Linked DNA regions of Zea mays: all the other regions are linked to region 1. A link is a contact called in public Hi-C data. All regions are on one chromosome and are shown on one strand. The core of a region is the stretch at or near the end of the contact, and the rest is flanking DNA. Distances in the headings are between cores, read along the strand shown. Region 1 has its middle 94 kb from the start of LOC103635077. Region 2 holds the start of LOC100282295. Region 3 holds the start of LOC100285304. Region 4 holds the start of LOC100279169 (DUF4228 domain protein).

The links. A called contact is a pair of places that touch in the nucleus more often than the background predicts.
Region 2: a Hi-C map of leaf shows a contact between it and region 1, with 4 times the contacts expected there. The contact joins the promoter of LOC100282295 here to the enhancer-like site in region 1. A contact is called at or near these places in 2 of 25 Hi-C or Micro-C datasets (both in leaf).
Region 3: a Hi-C map of leaf shows a contact between it and region 1, with 9 times the contacts expected there. The contact joins the promoter of LOC100285304 here to the enhancer-like site in region 1. A contact is called at or near these places in 4 of 25 Hi-C or Micro-C datasets (bundle sheath, ear and leaf).
Region 4: a Hi-C map of leaf shows a contact between it and region 1, with 4 times the contacts expected there. The contact joins the promoter of LOC100279169 here to the enhancer-like site in region 1.

What each region holds. Positions count from the first base shown.
Region 1 is chr8:37,295,389-37,299,114 of Zm-B73-REFERENCE-NAM-5.0, reverse strand. No RefSeq gene overlaps it. Among protein-coding and RNA genes, the nearest start is that of LOC103635077, 94 kb to the right of the region's middle. Within about 2 kb of position 1,649, at least 11 of the 20 cell types and tissues checked have an H3K27ac peak or open chromatin away from gene starts, as enhancers often do. A contact at or near this core is called in bundle sheath, ear and leaf, where this site is marked.
Region 2 is chr8:37,487,812-37,491,537 of Zm-B73-REFERENCE-NAM-5.0, reverse strand. It overlaps LOC100282295, which reads right to left and starts at 1,746. Exons shown (of 3, transcript NM_001368947.1): 1 at 1,447-1,746; 2 at 1,230-1,344; 3 at 1-256. The coding sequence starts at 1,687. The coding sequence ends at 238. It overlaps LOC111590055 (small nucleolar RNA snoR128), which reads right to left and starts at 516; the gene lies at 417-516. It also overlaps a transcript of LOC100194015 not described here.
Region 3 is chr8:37,114,840-37,118,565 of Zm-B73-REFERENCE-NAM-5.0, reverse strand. It overlaps LOC100285304, which reads left to right and starts at 1,922. Exons shown (of 5, transcript NM_001367220.1): 1 at 1,922-1,949; 2 at 2,075-2,178; 3 at 3,176-3,280; 4 at 3,397-3,465; 5 at 3,591-3,726. The coding sequence starts at 2,131. The coding sequence ends at 3,647.
Region 4 is chr8:37,468,679-37,472,404 of Zm-B73-REFERENCE-NAM-5.0, reverse strand. LOC100279169 (DUF4228 domain protein) reads right to left here and starts at 1,749. Exons shown (of 1, transcript NM_001152197.1): 1 at 956-1,749. The coding sequence starts at 1,587. The coding sequence ends at 1,153.

The sequences.
Region 1 (3,726 bases), core at 400-2,899:
CAATCTTGATAGAAGAACTTTTATTAACTTTCTAAACTAATTTCCCGGTTAACCTGTGTATCACATATATTAATAAAACATCACATTTTTAACACCCACAATCCCGCAAGCATTGGGACCTATTGCAACCTCTTTCTCCACACGACATCGACCAAATCACTGTAGATGACTTGGGCATCCTGATAAATAGTATACCTATAGTTCCCTTCATCGAACTAATAACCGAATTAGCAATCCGACTCACCACAGAAGTATCACGATTAATATACCTAGTCCAACCATTCATCAATCCACTAGCACGAATAACAAATTTGCTTACCCTGACTAATTCGACGGGATAGTCGGAAGCACGATGACAGTTTCTGGTTGACGTCTTTGATCACACACGTGTGGCGAGCGATGCACACAATTTCTATTCTTGACCAGATATCCATAGGATTCCTTTTGTTGAGCTGGTGACGCGTGGCCAGCACAAGAGCGTCTTCACGGCTTGGGACTTGGCGTAGATGAGAATTGCGATCGACGATATCAACGTGCCAACGCGACAATTTCCATTTGACAAAGATGATGACAATTCGACTCGTTCGAGTTGAGGCGAGCGCAGTACGCCGACAAGTCCATAATGACACAATAAGGTGAACGCGGCAACACACAACTCAACGGGTAAAGAGGGCGCGACGGTTGGCGAGCTAGGCTGACCATGGCGAATAGGAAATCGACAACCAGTGAAACCGATAGCCGAACATGAATTGAACAGGAATTGCACAGATCGACGCGCGAGGCCCGATCTAGTGAGCACGACGCAAAGGAGGGTGTTGCTGCCGCTGCTCCGACATGAAGTACTTGCTGCCGAGGCAGACGAGCACGATGGAGGCCGGGGTCTGGGCATCGAGCCAGTGCATCACGCGGTTTGGGAACCACACCACCCACACGAAGCGCTTGCCGCAGAGCACCAAATCGCACGCCATTCGCGCAGAGCTCCAAAATCACGCGCCGAACTAGGAGCCGAGGTGAGCAGAGCGCAGGGCGCGGCGAGGAAGTTCAGCTCGGGCGCAGGCGTACGCAGGGAGTTGGGCACGAGCAGGGAGCTGCAGCATGGCGTCCATGGCCGAGCAGAGCAAAGGAAGGAGCGCGCGCGACGGCGAGGAAGCCCCATGCCCGGGCCCAGAGAACGACGACGCAGAGGAGCCGCCCGGTCAGCCATGGAAACAGGGGCAACGCCGACGAGCTGCGCGACAACAGAGCTGGAGGCCGAGCGCAGTCGAGACTCGACCGGCTGGAAGGAGTAGAGGCCGGGGGCGAGCTCAGAGGAGATCCGCGCGTGCTTGACCATGGAGACTCGCTGGGCGCGACGAGCAGAGGAACGCGCGCGGGAGCAGGCGCGCAGGGAGCACCGCGGCTGGACTGGAGGGAGGAGCTTGGGGAACGTTGGCCATGGAACCGAGCAGGGCGCGGCTGGAGAAAAGAAGCTCCATGGTGATGGAGAGAGAGGATGGCCGGGCGCAGAAGAACCCGCGCCAGGGGCTCCACGGCACAGACGCTAGAGCACGCGGCAAGCTGGAGCAAAGGGCAGGGCGCTCGGGAGCTGCAGCAGGGAGGAAGATGGAGCTTGCGGCTGTGAGCAGAGAGCTAGAGCGGGAGAAAACGAGGGTGTGGAAGGAAGCTGCGTGAAAACGGCAGCGACCGGATAAGGCTCCCCCGCGCGCACGAAGGATTAGGATGGCGGCTAAAAAAAATCTGTTGGGAGGCGGCGGTAGGGACATGAACAGAGAAGATTTTTCTTTTTTTACCGAAAAATCACAGATATTTTGGATCCCAATTTTCTTAGCGTGTATACGGGATAGATAGTAATTGTGACATGGTTTTGATTTGGCGAATATTTTGGAATTAGATGAATTTTTATCCATTATTTATATCTGAAGTTTTAAATCCGGGCAAGAAACGACAACCCGAATTGATCTGATTTTAGCTTCGATATTGTAGTCAGCTTTGGTTTACTTAGAAGTCAGACAAAAATTTATCTGGTAAAGAATAGATTAAATTACCAAGGTTCGAGTTTTAGTCTGATGTTAACGGATCAAGCTAAACGATATCGGATTCAACTAGGAAACGGCTCAGTTTATAATTCTACGCCTGGTTTTTCTTGGGTTCCGGGTGTAGTCCGATTTGATTTTGCATTAACACTTTTGTCGTCGAGTTCAAATTCATTTGTCAGGGACAAAAATCTCAAGAGTGGATCTAGACTCCAAATTCGTATTCGCGCGGGCAATGAATTTTAAATAATCATCGGACGCACCGATATTCGGGACAACTATGTTCCAAATATTACGAAAATTTAGGAAGAGCCTGGATAGATAAAAAATTATGCCGAACTCGCGACAGACGAAACAGATGCGATATTAAAATAACGATAGGCGAAGATGATTAAAATTTAGCATCTGTTTTATCCACTGACATTACGCGCTTAAATCCATACTCGTTGTCGAGCGGAATATAAACACCAGGGGTGTTACACTTTCTGCATTGCGCTCACAAGCGAACACTTCATCATTTAAGGTTAACTTCGTCAAACGGGTTAGCTTCATCAAACTGTAAAAATCCATCAAAATGGCTAGAGTGCGATCAACTGCAAGGGTGTCTCGTGAGGGAGAAGAAACCGAGGCCACTGCGACAGCACCAATTTCAGAAGTAATGAAACGATCAGGTCTTGTTGTAGCTGACGAAGGTACTTCTAATGTCGAAGCTGAGCAGACTGTGATTGAGGGTGAAGATGCTGAGAGCGAAGAAGACTACAGTATTCTGATCCCAACGAAGCCTAGTGTCGAAGACGACATGCCCATGTTGATGAAACTAGGCTATTTTGGAGAAGCTGAAAGCAAACTTGTTCGATTTGCTGGAGAAGAGACTACCCCAGTGTCGAAGAAGGATGAAGTTGTGGTTTTCAAGAGCTTCTTCAGAGCGGGGCTGCGATTTCCCTTGAATGAGATGATATGGGAAGTCCTTAAAAACTTCGAAATTTATCTTCATCAGCTGACTCCTAACGCTATTGTTAGGCTCAACGTCTTTATCTGGACCCTTCGAAGCCAAGGGATGAGCACGGATGCCGAAGCTTTTTGTCGCGTGCATGAGTTGCACTATTAGATGAAGGCTAGGGCAGATGGTCTTCAAGAAAATTTTGGTTGTTACAATTTTGCGTATCGTAAGGATACGAAGGCACCAGTCCTCAGCTACTGCACAAAGTGGCCAACCGGCTGAAAAAATGAATGGTTTTATATGAAGGCTGGTGACCATGGTCATGAGTCCTCTGAGCTTGAGCTTCGGAATGACCCGACCTTTATGTAACATGCAACTAGGGTCACCCTGTCAGCTGGCCGAAGTTGAATTTAGAGTGGTAGCTGAGCAGATCAGTACCAGAGACTTAGTGCAAGAATATTTGGCTAATAGAACATATCCTACATCAAGTGGCTGGGGAATGCCGAAGAAGAAGGAAGCGGGGAAGAAGCATGAACTCGTTCGACTTGCTTACCGCTTCAAATTTGAGAAACAATTCAAAAACCCGTGTAAAGAATGGTTGGACATGATCGAGATGATGTGCAATAAAGTACTTGGAAATTATATCAAAAAGGAAGACCAGTTGATGACCGCAGCCTTCGGCACTCGGCCAAAACGAAGGTTGAACCGGATGATGGATGCCTTGAAATTTGAATATCCTAATTATGAAAGGCT
Region 2 (3,726 bases), core at 497-2,996, 190 kb before region 1:
CCAATGAAACCCAGACGCAATCGAAACAACTAATTTTAGTTACCAAGGGCAAAGGAAATAATGAAAGTAAACCGTAACTCTTCAAAACATGATTATCATAAAAACATTTCGGCAGCAAAAGGTCCTAAGTTCCACCTTACAACTGAGCTAAAACATAGGAAACACAACCATGCTTTCCTTCCTACTCCTCAGCCTCACCACTCTTCTTGTTGCCCTTCCTTGAATACCTCAGGTTCCTCAGGAACTTGGGGTCCATCTGCAAACATGGTCAATGCAAAGGGTCAGTTGTAGAGCAAAAACCAAGGTGCATCTCAAGCAGCTGTTAGAGATGAAAAATTGGCAAAAGTAACAGTTGTGCTACATCTCAATACAAATAGCATCCTAAATGAAGCGCAACAGGAATCAAAGTTGTGCAGTTGCTCAGGTAACCGCTCAGGAGGAAATAATGAAAGAATATTTCCCAGGTTCATACAGCAGTAATCTGCTCTCAGAAGGTATTACGTCTCATCATAGCAACAGCCTAAACCTCAGCAGGAGAACGCTTGATATTAAGATTAAGTTCAACTTCAATGTAAACTCCATGTAACTCTAGTAAAATAATAGACTGATCAACTGGACCAACATGAACAAAAACATTATGAATATCATCTGTACAAAGACAAGAAAAATAACAGCTGCAAGAATTCATACACACCGCAGCAGCAAACGGGGACTAAATGTGTTTTCAAATCACAAGTAGAAACAAATTCCAGCAGGGTAATGACAAGCTCACAACCCTTCAAGACTTGAGAGAAAATTAAGTGGCCTTGGATATAAAAAAAAAGGCTATGCACCAAATCCTTTTGATAACTAGTTACAATAGGTTTATAAAACCAGGACGTCCCATTACCACACTACCGCAAGAGACTTTCACAAATGGCTTAGATATCTTTCATCCTAGCTAACAGGATTTGCTAGTACCGCGAGCATGAGCCACTACTAGTACGGCACTAGAAAACCAGGCAAAAACAATTAGCATGTAGGAACCAAGTTCAGCGACTAGAACAGACCATACAAAAATTTCGCATCCAGGAACTAACTTCACAACCTAAGATAGATTTCACCTATCCGGAACAACCAATGAAGTCGGCAGCTACATGATTCCGGTATCAACCAATGACCACTCTGACGCATCTGCACAATCAACCGAACGGGACGACGGAAGAGGGACATCAAGTAAATCATCTTACCCCCTTGGTGGAGGTCTGCCGGTGGCGCTTGGGCTTCTTGATGCCGTTCTTGTGCGCCTTGTACGACTGGTTGTGCGCCGTGTGGTTCTTCGACTTGGCCATCTCTTCCGGATCCCTGCAAACAAAAGGCGACTCAGAGTAAGGGGGAGGTGGATTGACGGTGAAGACGAACAACACATCTAGTAGGAACAGATCGAGCGGAGTGCCGGAGAGTTACCGAAGCGAGGATCGCGAGCAACGAATTGTCCGGTGGCGCTTAGGGTTTTTGTGATTGGCGAGAAGAGCAGGATTATGTACGGGCGTATGCTAAATGACCTTGTTGACCTCGGTGCCTTCCCGCATTTCGATCGTGAGATGATGACGGGTTTGCACGAATCGCCAAGCTGAGGATTACAATTATGGGCCTTTAGAGTACGTAGATGGCCCAATGAACTCATGAAATAGGGTAGCTTTTTCATTTATATATTTAAAAATATTTGAAATTTCAGAATATTATCGGCATTCACGACTTGACAGAAATGAGTGTTTACCGTCCGGTGGAGGTTTCATCCCTGCCACTCGGTGGGTGCCAGGGTGTGGTAGCTCCCCTGTTGACAAGGTGGTGGGGCAACAGGTGCCTGTCAGTGGTGGCAGCGTGTCTTCCTCTGACCAGAGTTTCGTTGATCCATGACTTTGATCATGTTGTTTTTTCTTTATTTTCATATTCTTGCTTATTTTTGTGTTCAAGTTGTATAATGTCATTCCCAAACTTCACAAGTCTTAATGATATACATTTTTAGAGAGAGAATATGCTGCAACTTGACCCTTTTGAGACTAATAATTTGCTTGAGTTCATCATGTTTAGTCTCAAAGGTGAATTAGAAGGGAAAATATGAATTTGGACAAAGGAAGATGCTTCCACTCCATAAACGACATCAAGGTTCCTTGTTTCAGATTCCCTTGGGTTCTCATTGCTACTTGCTTTGATTTGCTTTTTTGTGAGGCAACGGGGTTAGACCTTAGTTTCTCTATTTGGTGCTTAATACCAAAGGGGGAGAAAAATTAGAGGCTAAAGCAACTAGATCAACCACCATTTGAGTTTTAAAAATATTTTTGAGATTTAAACTTGTCTTTTGATTCAAAACCCTCTTGATATCAAAGAGATGTCCTCTTATTGTGAAAATTATTCTCTTATGGGGGAGAAACTTGTTGTCGGATATCATAATTAGGGGTACCCAGATTATGTCCCTAAAGCATACCTCACACCTGAGTACCAGAGAATCATAAGCCTCGAGCCCGGCCTCGGCCAAAGATCTCAGGACCACAAAGCATGCACATTAAATGTGACTGATACAAATACCTGCTCCGCCAATGACGCTGCAATCAACGAAGGACGACGAAACTGCAGCCAAATCTACTTTCACCGCCCACGATGACGCACGTCGCGAATACCGCGCATTGTTCCCACGCTCCGGTCACTATTTTCAAAAACTCCGGATAAGACATACGACGACTAGAAACAGTCTCAACCTCGCTCGAAGTCGGCCTCGATAGGAAACTCCGCCTCGCCCAAGCTCAGTCTCGGCCAACTGTCCTGGCAGTGGCACATTAAATGCCACCAACTCCCCGCGAATCCCACATGAGGCCACTCCGACTATTGTTGTGACCACTCCCAGCATGGCTACGTGCCCATGTGCAGACCCGACCTCGGTCTCAGGAGAAGTCTCCATCTCGCCCGAGTATGCCCTCGGCCAGCAAGCATCAACAGAAGAACATACGACGCCGTCAATCCTCCCGCAAAAACCGCTGGCTACAGAAACCATAAGGATGGTGTCAAGTATGCTTTAAACCATTTCACATGACACACGAGCCGGATTACCAGGCACTTTTCGTCATACTAGTCGTTATTTCAACCAGTATGACTCAGACATCTTGCCCACAGGATGGGCTCGAGCACGCATCCGAGCCCCGACCCTAGCCTCGGCTCTCTGCTTGGTCAAAATACGGGATATAGGAATCAGACTTCCTCCTCCTGATTAAAGGCAATAGCCAGGACAAGGGCCATCCCGACGGCCATACTACTACAGGAGCTCGGGCTCGCCTCCTCTCAACATTACGACAACCCTTGTACTTCTAGGCTCCCTCCTTGCGGCTATAAAAGGAGGAGTCTAGGGTCCCCAGGGGACAGAGGACAACACTTCATCATTTGCCCTCTACCTTCGATATTGGCACTAGCCTCAATCACCCACAGAGACTTAGGATCCACTCCCTCTCTCTCGACCAGTTTGTATCCCGTACTATGAGCACTTAGGTGTAAGATAATATAAGTCTCACCCCTCTCGCTATAAGTAGGGTCTTCTATTGCCTGAACCAGGATAAATCTTCTGTCTTCTTGCATCACCCATCTGGATCGGGGGCACGTAGCACAAATACAATAGTTGGTTAGGACCCTTGGGTAAAAACACTGACACTAGTCTTATGAGAAAAGGGGGAGAAATTGGTATTTGATCAAAACAAG
Region 3 (3,726 bases), core at 673-3,172, 180 kb after region 1:
AACCCTAATCATTGCTTCGCCCACATGTGACCCTCTTCCGCTCTCGCCTCCTTCCCTCCCTCTCTCTCTCTCTCGCTCGGTCCTCCCTTTCTTAGCCTTCTCCCCTGATTGTGATGAGTGAGAAAGAGCATGCTTGGAGGAGGGATGGCGCCGTCCATGCCCCCTCGCTGGTGTGTGTTCTTTCCATTGGTGTGAGTGCACCACCACCAAGTGACCTATTGGGGGTACCCTAGTGGCCTGCACGTGGTGTCGTGTGCAAGACCGATAATAACCACATCTCCTCTGCCCTTGTCATTAGTAACCAGGTAAACACTTACCCTTTCCACTTTTCTTGTTGTGTGTGCACGTGGTAGTTAGGGTTATGGTTAGGGTTCGAAGAAACTGACGATGATTCTCTCCTCCTTGTCTTCCTCTTTTGCTCTCTAGTGGGTGAATGTGCTTTGGGGGTTGCTTGGGTTCACCTTAAAACCAAAGGGCTAAATGCATTTAGGGTTAATGTCCGCACACCAACCTTACTCTAATATCAAAGAGGTCGTAAGGGACCTTGTGCTCAAACTCTAGCCACTATAGACAATAGAACTTGAGTTATACATTTGGAGATGGACAGAGAAGCCATTAGAGCGATGTAGGTTGACACTAATTAAGACCATTGAGACAACGGTGGTGGCGTTTAGCTAGCGATGTAAGAGACGAACCAGGTTTTGTTATAAGTGTACGAGAGAGGAGGCTAGCACCAATATTGGTTTGCATGCTAACCCTTATGCTCACCCTATTTATATAAGTGGTGTGAAAGAGACCTACAACTATAAGATTATTGCGCCCTTGATCGGAGCATATAGACGAGTATGGGTTGATTCCTTAATCAAGTTGAGATTGAACCTCGATAGAGATAACCCGGTTTACGCTGGAGACGGATGCATCCTTTCCTTGGTAAAGGCAGCAATAGACGGGGACGCGTATCATGTGTCACGAATGGGTGGTATAATCACTGAACTCAAACACATTGGGTATGTTTGGGAACTCAGTTTCTCGAAACCACAGTTTATAATACCACATTTCATTGTATGCTATGACATAAACTAATGGTATATTTTACATCAGTTCAATCCAACACATGTTTGGAGACACAATGTTTCAGTTGTGGTGTAGAAGAAAATATGAATGCAATTACGTGCAAGGCCAAAGTTTTTTTTAACAAAAAATACCGTGGTACTCCATGATTTAAAATATATTGTTTTCAGATGTGCTCCCAAACATATTTTGATTTAAAATATCATGGTATGCTCAACTATCATGGTTTTATTTAGGAACTAAGGAAACACTGTTTCAAACAGACCCTTGACCACGACGATGCAATAAAGTAGCCCGCGTTTGGCTACCTTTAGGTGCTCAAGTGGCCATCAAACGATTTTAGTTAGGATGATGTGCCTCACTTTCTTTGTTGAGGATTCGGTGGAGAAAATAAATTTGCTTTGCCTAAATAAAAAAAATGAATTAACGGATCGAGGCGACGACCGATGGAGGAGGAGATGTATCCACCTCCCGCTGCGCACACGATCCTGGTCCTGGACACGCGGCCAGGGCGCCCGGCTGCGGCCGGAGCCACTTGTCGCGCGGGATGGTAGCGTCCAGAGGCACGTCGCCGTCGCCATCGCCGCGGTAGAGAAGGCCAGGCTGAGCAGGAAGATCTCGCACGCCGCGTGACGTACAAGTACAACCATGTGTGTGAGACCAAACTCCCCGCCCGCGCCGCACCGCTTCCTAGTTCCTTTCCTGAAACGGTCGCCTGGACATCAACTATGCTGATGGATCAACGAACGTGATACGGGTCTCCTGTCCTCTCCTCTCTCTCTCTCTCTCTCTCTCTCTCTCTCTCTCTCTCCACCGGCTATATCATCGTACTGCCTTCGTCTCTTCCGTCAGTAGCTGCAGATTTCTGTCTGGTACAGGTAGGTAGGTCTCATCTCATCTGGAACTGGAACGTTCCAGAATTGCCTCCTCTCTCTATCTATGCTCCACCTTCCGTCATTCCCGGCCACCAAGGATTCGATCGATGTGTAATCCTGCCTTGCAGGTTGTCGTATACGTTGCGTGTTGCTGCTTGCTGGGGAGAGGGGAGCGCTGTTGCAGATGGCAAGCTTCAACCAAGAGAGCAGAGCAGGCACACAGAGGGAGGAGGTAATAACTGCCACCATCTCCGTGCTTAATCTCTCCGAATAGCCTGATCCTACGTACGCTAGCTGTTCCATTGTCTACTACGAAAGAACACATACTATATGTGCGTATCAGTAGTTATCCGCCCATTCGGAGGTCAGCTCCTTGGCTTGCTGTGGATACTACCTGAGAGAAGGTATTCCTACCATGGGCAGACATTGCAGGTCGTCCAGATGAAGGTCTCTATGTTTTTTCTGTTTTGTTTCAAAATTACAAAATATGAATTTCCTATTCTCGCTCGTTCGGTCCATGCTGCATTCATGGTTGTTTTTCCCCCTGGCCTGTACTATATGTGTAGAAGAAGCGGGATAGAAAACGATATGGAGAAGAAGAAAACCACTGGCCGTGTTTCCGATTCGTTTGTCGTAGAGAGACCAAATGCCAGTTTGGTTCTCTCCTTTGTTCGTCGGACCGGGGAGGAGGAACCGAAATTCGAACGTTCGTCGCTCCGAATATTCCGCGGCGAAACGTGCCTCCGGTCCGGGTACTTTAGACGACTTGGCTAGGTCAACCCCGAGGAACTCACTGAGACTTTTATTATATTTGGGCCTCATATGTTTCAAATGAGCCGCTGCCGACCAAGATCCTTGGTCCACACGTAGAAGCCCACGGGGCGAAAGGCCACACGGTTTTTTTTTTCTTGTTTGCATCATCAGGTTATTAAAGTCTGCAGTGTTGATTCAGTCCTATTATTATTACTTGACATGCGACGTCTTCACTTGAGAAATCGGCCCGGAATGGTTTTTCCAAGAGGTTTGTGTGATTTTCCAGGGTTAATTGCTGGAAACAACGACTTGGCCTTTTTTTGGTTTTTCCTCTCGCTGTCGACAGCGTCGTTGGCGTAGTCGTAGTAGTATATATTAGCACGGTGGGGGTTAAACTATTGCCCTGTGGAGATGCATGTTAAGATCCGAACTCTACTCAACTCAGATTGTCGATCTATAATTTTCTTGTTTTGCAGGCACCTCTACAGGGCAAGTACGGAGGCATTTCTCCGAAGAAGGCGCTCATCAACAAGGACCACGAGCGCGCCTACTTCGACTCCGCAGATTGGGTGCTCGGCAAGGTAGCAAATTACTCGTCAACTCAACTGGTCGCAGCCCAAAGACCGCGCGTGAGTAACCGCGGGCGATATACTCACATGTCAGAGCTAACCCCACCCCCCCTGGTGGGTGTCTGCAGCAGCAAGGCGTGAGCAGCAACAGCCCGACGACGGTGCCCGCAGCCGAGCCCCTCAAGCCCAAGCTGCAGGTATACGGAGAGAGAGAGTGATGAGGGCAAATAAAGAAATTGCATCCTCTACAAACCTTTGCTACGAACTCGTGAGTCGTGGCTCTTATGGTTTTTTTCCCCGTCTTTGATGAAATGAAATGAAGCGGACGGCGTACCACCAGCTTCCCCCTCGGCGGCCCGCGTACACGTCGTCGGAGTAGCTCGGCGAGCGGGGAGTCGCTGCAGTGCAGCACCGTAGGAAGCCGGAATCCACGGAGGTGGCGCCAATTGGGTTGTACA
Region 4 (3,726 bases), core at 500-2,999, 170 kb before region 1:
TTTACAAGTTTAGAGATGCGTGGTAAATCGCTTAACAATTTTAAGAAGTTAGAAATTTATTTTCAAAGTTCATGCACTAAATGACATATATCTCTTGACAAATTCAGAGACAATCTATGCATTCTACTCTTCTGGTTTCTTATAAATGACTGCACCAAGGAGGGTTATGTCTTTACAAGGTGTATGCACGACTTGCCCTTCCATCGTCACCGGAAGGAAGAACAAGAAAAAAAAGAATATACATAAATCAATGAATGGGGATTCCTATTCTCTCTAAGAAAAATAACTATATTTTTTACTTCTTGGGTCTTATAGAAATAATTATATTTTTTTTCAATTTCATCCAACCCACGTGTGATAGAAATAATCGATATTAAAACCCACTTAATACCATCCAATCTATATGGATTAAGAGCAAAACCAATAAACCCTTAACAAAAACCTAGGCCTCATAGATAGTTTGTTGGTCGTTGTTAGCCTGTAGTCGCAATTATGACTGCACTGGGGTTTCATTGTAAGGCATATATATATATTACTCCATCTTGAAGGTCGTTGAAAGAGATGGATTATCTTACTTTTTTCTTTAGTCGTCCGTCCAGACGAATTCAACACGCACGAGGAAAGTAATTTCCACTTCCATCAACCACTAACATTGACATTTCTTAATTTAGTTAAATGCGTGAGCAAGCCTAAATTTGTCAGGTGATGCCACCGGATCTCCAAACTTTGAAAATGTATTTCCGAATCTCCAAATTTTGAAAATGTATTTCTAGGTAGTTGAACTTATTAAGTGATACGCTATAGTTGTCGGTATAATATAGAAATTGACATGATGCATCATTTTACAAGTTTAGAGATATGTGGTAAATCGTTTAACAAATTTAAGAAGTTAGAAATTTATTTTCAAAGTTTATGGATCTAAATGACATCTCTTGACAAATTCAGAGACCATCTATACATTTTACTCTTCTGATTTCTTATAAATGACTGCACCAAAGAGGGTTATGCCTTTACAGGGTGTATGCACAACTTGCCCTTCCATCGTCACCGGAAGGAAGAACAAGAAAAAAGAATATGCATGTATGAATGAATGAATGGGGTTCCTATTCTCTCTCTAAGAAAAAAAACTATATTTCCCTTCTTAAGGAAAACCTAGGCCTCATAGATAGTCTGTAGGGCGGGTTGCCATTGCCTGGGCCCAAATCCATGATCGTGGTTGCCCTCGCCGTTGACGTCGGGAAAGACCCTCTTGCCGCCTCCAGGACTGCTCTTGGTCGAATTCTTCTTCCCGCAGACCAACCGCGCGATGGCCTCGACTTCACGGTCTCCCAGCCGCGCACCGGCCCGGCCGGCCGGCACGAGGAGGTACACCACGCCAGCTCGCAGGAGCTCGTCGGCCGCCATCGCCCGCACCCGCCGCTCTCTCGCCACGTCCGTGGCGCGAGCCACCACGTGCCCCGGCGCGTCGATCATCAGCTCTGCGACCCCGGTGTTCTTGTCCACCAACGTCCGGCTGCCGTCCGGCTCGACGACTAGAGGCCGCGCGCCGGCACCGTTCGCGACGCACTGCGAGACGAGGTTGCCCATCCCGTGTCCGGACTACTCGCTACTGGCAGGCAACCAACGGAGCTTAATTTGGTTCCGTTCCTCCTGGGAATCGAGAGACCGAGCTCCAATTGAGCTGAGCTCTTGCTTGTGAGTCGTGAGCAGAGCTGATGGATGACTTGGTTGGATGTGCTGCTTGGTTTTGGTGGGTGCGCCTGCACGGGGTCGATCTGCTTTAAATCGTGGGTGTGCAGACGATCCGAGGAAGCTTCCTGGAAGGCGCCTGGTTCGGCCTGCGGCTGACACGTGGAAGAGCTGAGTGCGTGGAGGTGGAGCGTGTCAGCGTTTGTGACTGGCCGTTGCGGGGAGTGGAAGTGGACTCAGGAGTGCTCGGTAGGAACCTTGACTCGGCGTTGCCCGCGCATCAACGAAAACAACACGGGAGGCTGATTTTTGAATGGCGATGGTGGAAAATTTAGGTCATTAATTAAACAATATCATAATATACTGGTCCATCATAGGAAGTGATTAACTATTTATGTCACCCATTCAAACCTTTGTCGCATGCGATTAATAGTTAGTGCAGTTTAATATGAATTTATCAAGCATGATAATAATGTCACACCTCGATTTAAGGGCAAATCTGGTCCCGAATCAAATGTGTGTTGTGATTAAGTCTCACACATATAATGACTCATGATACAGAAACGAATATCACATCTCTAATATATATATATATATATATATATATATATATATATATATATATATATATATATATATATATATATATATATATATATATATATATACTACTCTATAAGAGTGTAGTGTAGACGTTCACAACCCGTGGTGCACGGGTCTGCCTCCGACACCCTCTCGCCCGCGCTCCGTTGATCTCGCGGTCCTCGCCCAGCCTCAGTAAACCACTCTCGCATGTTGGCCGCGCGTTGCCTGCCTCCCTCGCTCTCTATTGATGGAAGGACACAATTCAGGGAAGCCTCCGCAGCCGCCCTGCCATTCTCGCCCTCGCCCAACACTCCGCCCTGCCATTCTCGCCCTCGCCCAACACTCCATCGATGGAAGGGCATGGTTCCAGGGATTGCCTCCCCAGCAGATCCCACAATCCTCGCCCCGCCTGCTCGCCGCCACCATCCACAAGGCAACACCATGCCCCCGCTCCTCTACCATCCACGCCATCCTCGCCCCACGCCCGCCCACACACCTCGCCATCCTTGCCCTCCTCCGCGCAGGTCCTCGGTGCCCCTTCCCCCACCCCTGTCGTCCCCGCATATTCGGATCCGGGGTTCGCTCGGGTTGCCTCGCCTCGCCGGGGACCCACCATGGCGGTCAGGGAGCATGGTGGGTGGGGGAGATGGGGAGGAGCGGAGGAAGCATGGCGTCCTCTAGGAAGAAGCACAGCCGCAGCCGCCCGCAGGCTATGGACGATGACATCGACAGCTCCTGCTCCACCCCGTTCGCCAGCGCGCCGTCCAGCCCCGGACGTCCCCACGCCATCGGCGGCGGAAGCGGAGGCGGAGGCTACTTCTTCAGCGCGCCGGCCAGCCCCATCCACCACCTCCTCTCGACCTCGTGCTCGGCCTCCGCGACTCCCAGCACCGGTGGGCGTGGGTGCGTGGGCGACGCGGAGTTCGAGTTCGGCAGGCCTGGTGGGCCCATGATCTCCGCCGACGAGCTCTTCCACAACGGCCAGATCCGGCCGCTCACCCTGCCCCCGCTCCCGGATCTCGACCCCGGGAGCGATGACGACGAGGACTGCGACCGCGCGCCGACGCGCGGCCACGACCTCACGCCCCGAAGCGCGTCCGTGCACCGCCGCGCGCGGTCCATGTCTCCGCTCCGCAGCGCGTCGCCGCGGCTCAAGCTGATCAATGCGCTCGTCCCGGCGCCGGATCTCAGCCCCGCCCTCGACGCGACCGGGGAGGCTGCGCCGCCGGTCACCGCCTCGCCCCGCTCAGAATCAAGGGGAGAGGCTCGTGATTTTGCCAGGGTCCGGAATACCTGCTTTGAGCAGGTAAGCACTATATATCATTGCAGAATCAAAATCAGTGGGAAACTGAGAATCAAGAAAGGCAGGCATTTCAGCTCTTTCTGTACCCAAGCAGTACAGTTCTAGCACTAAACAATCATCTGGGAACAAGTTTCAAAGCATCAGCAGCG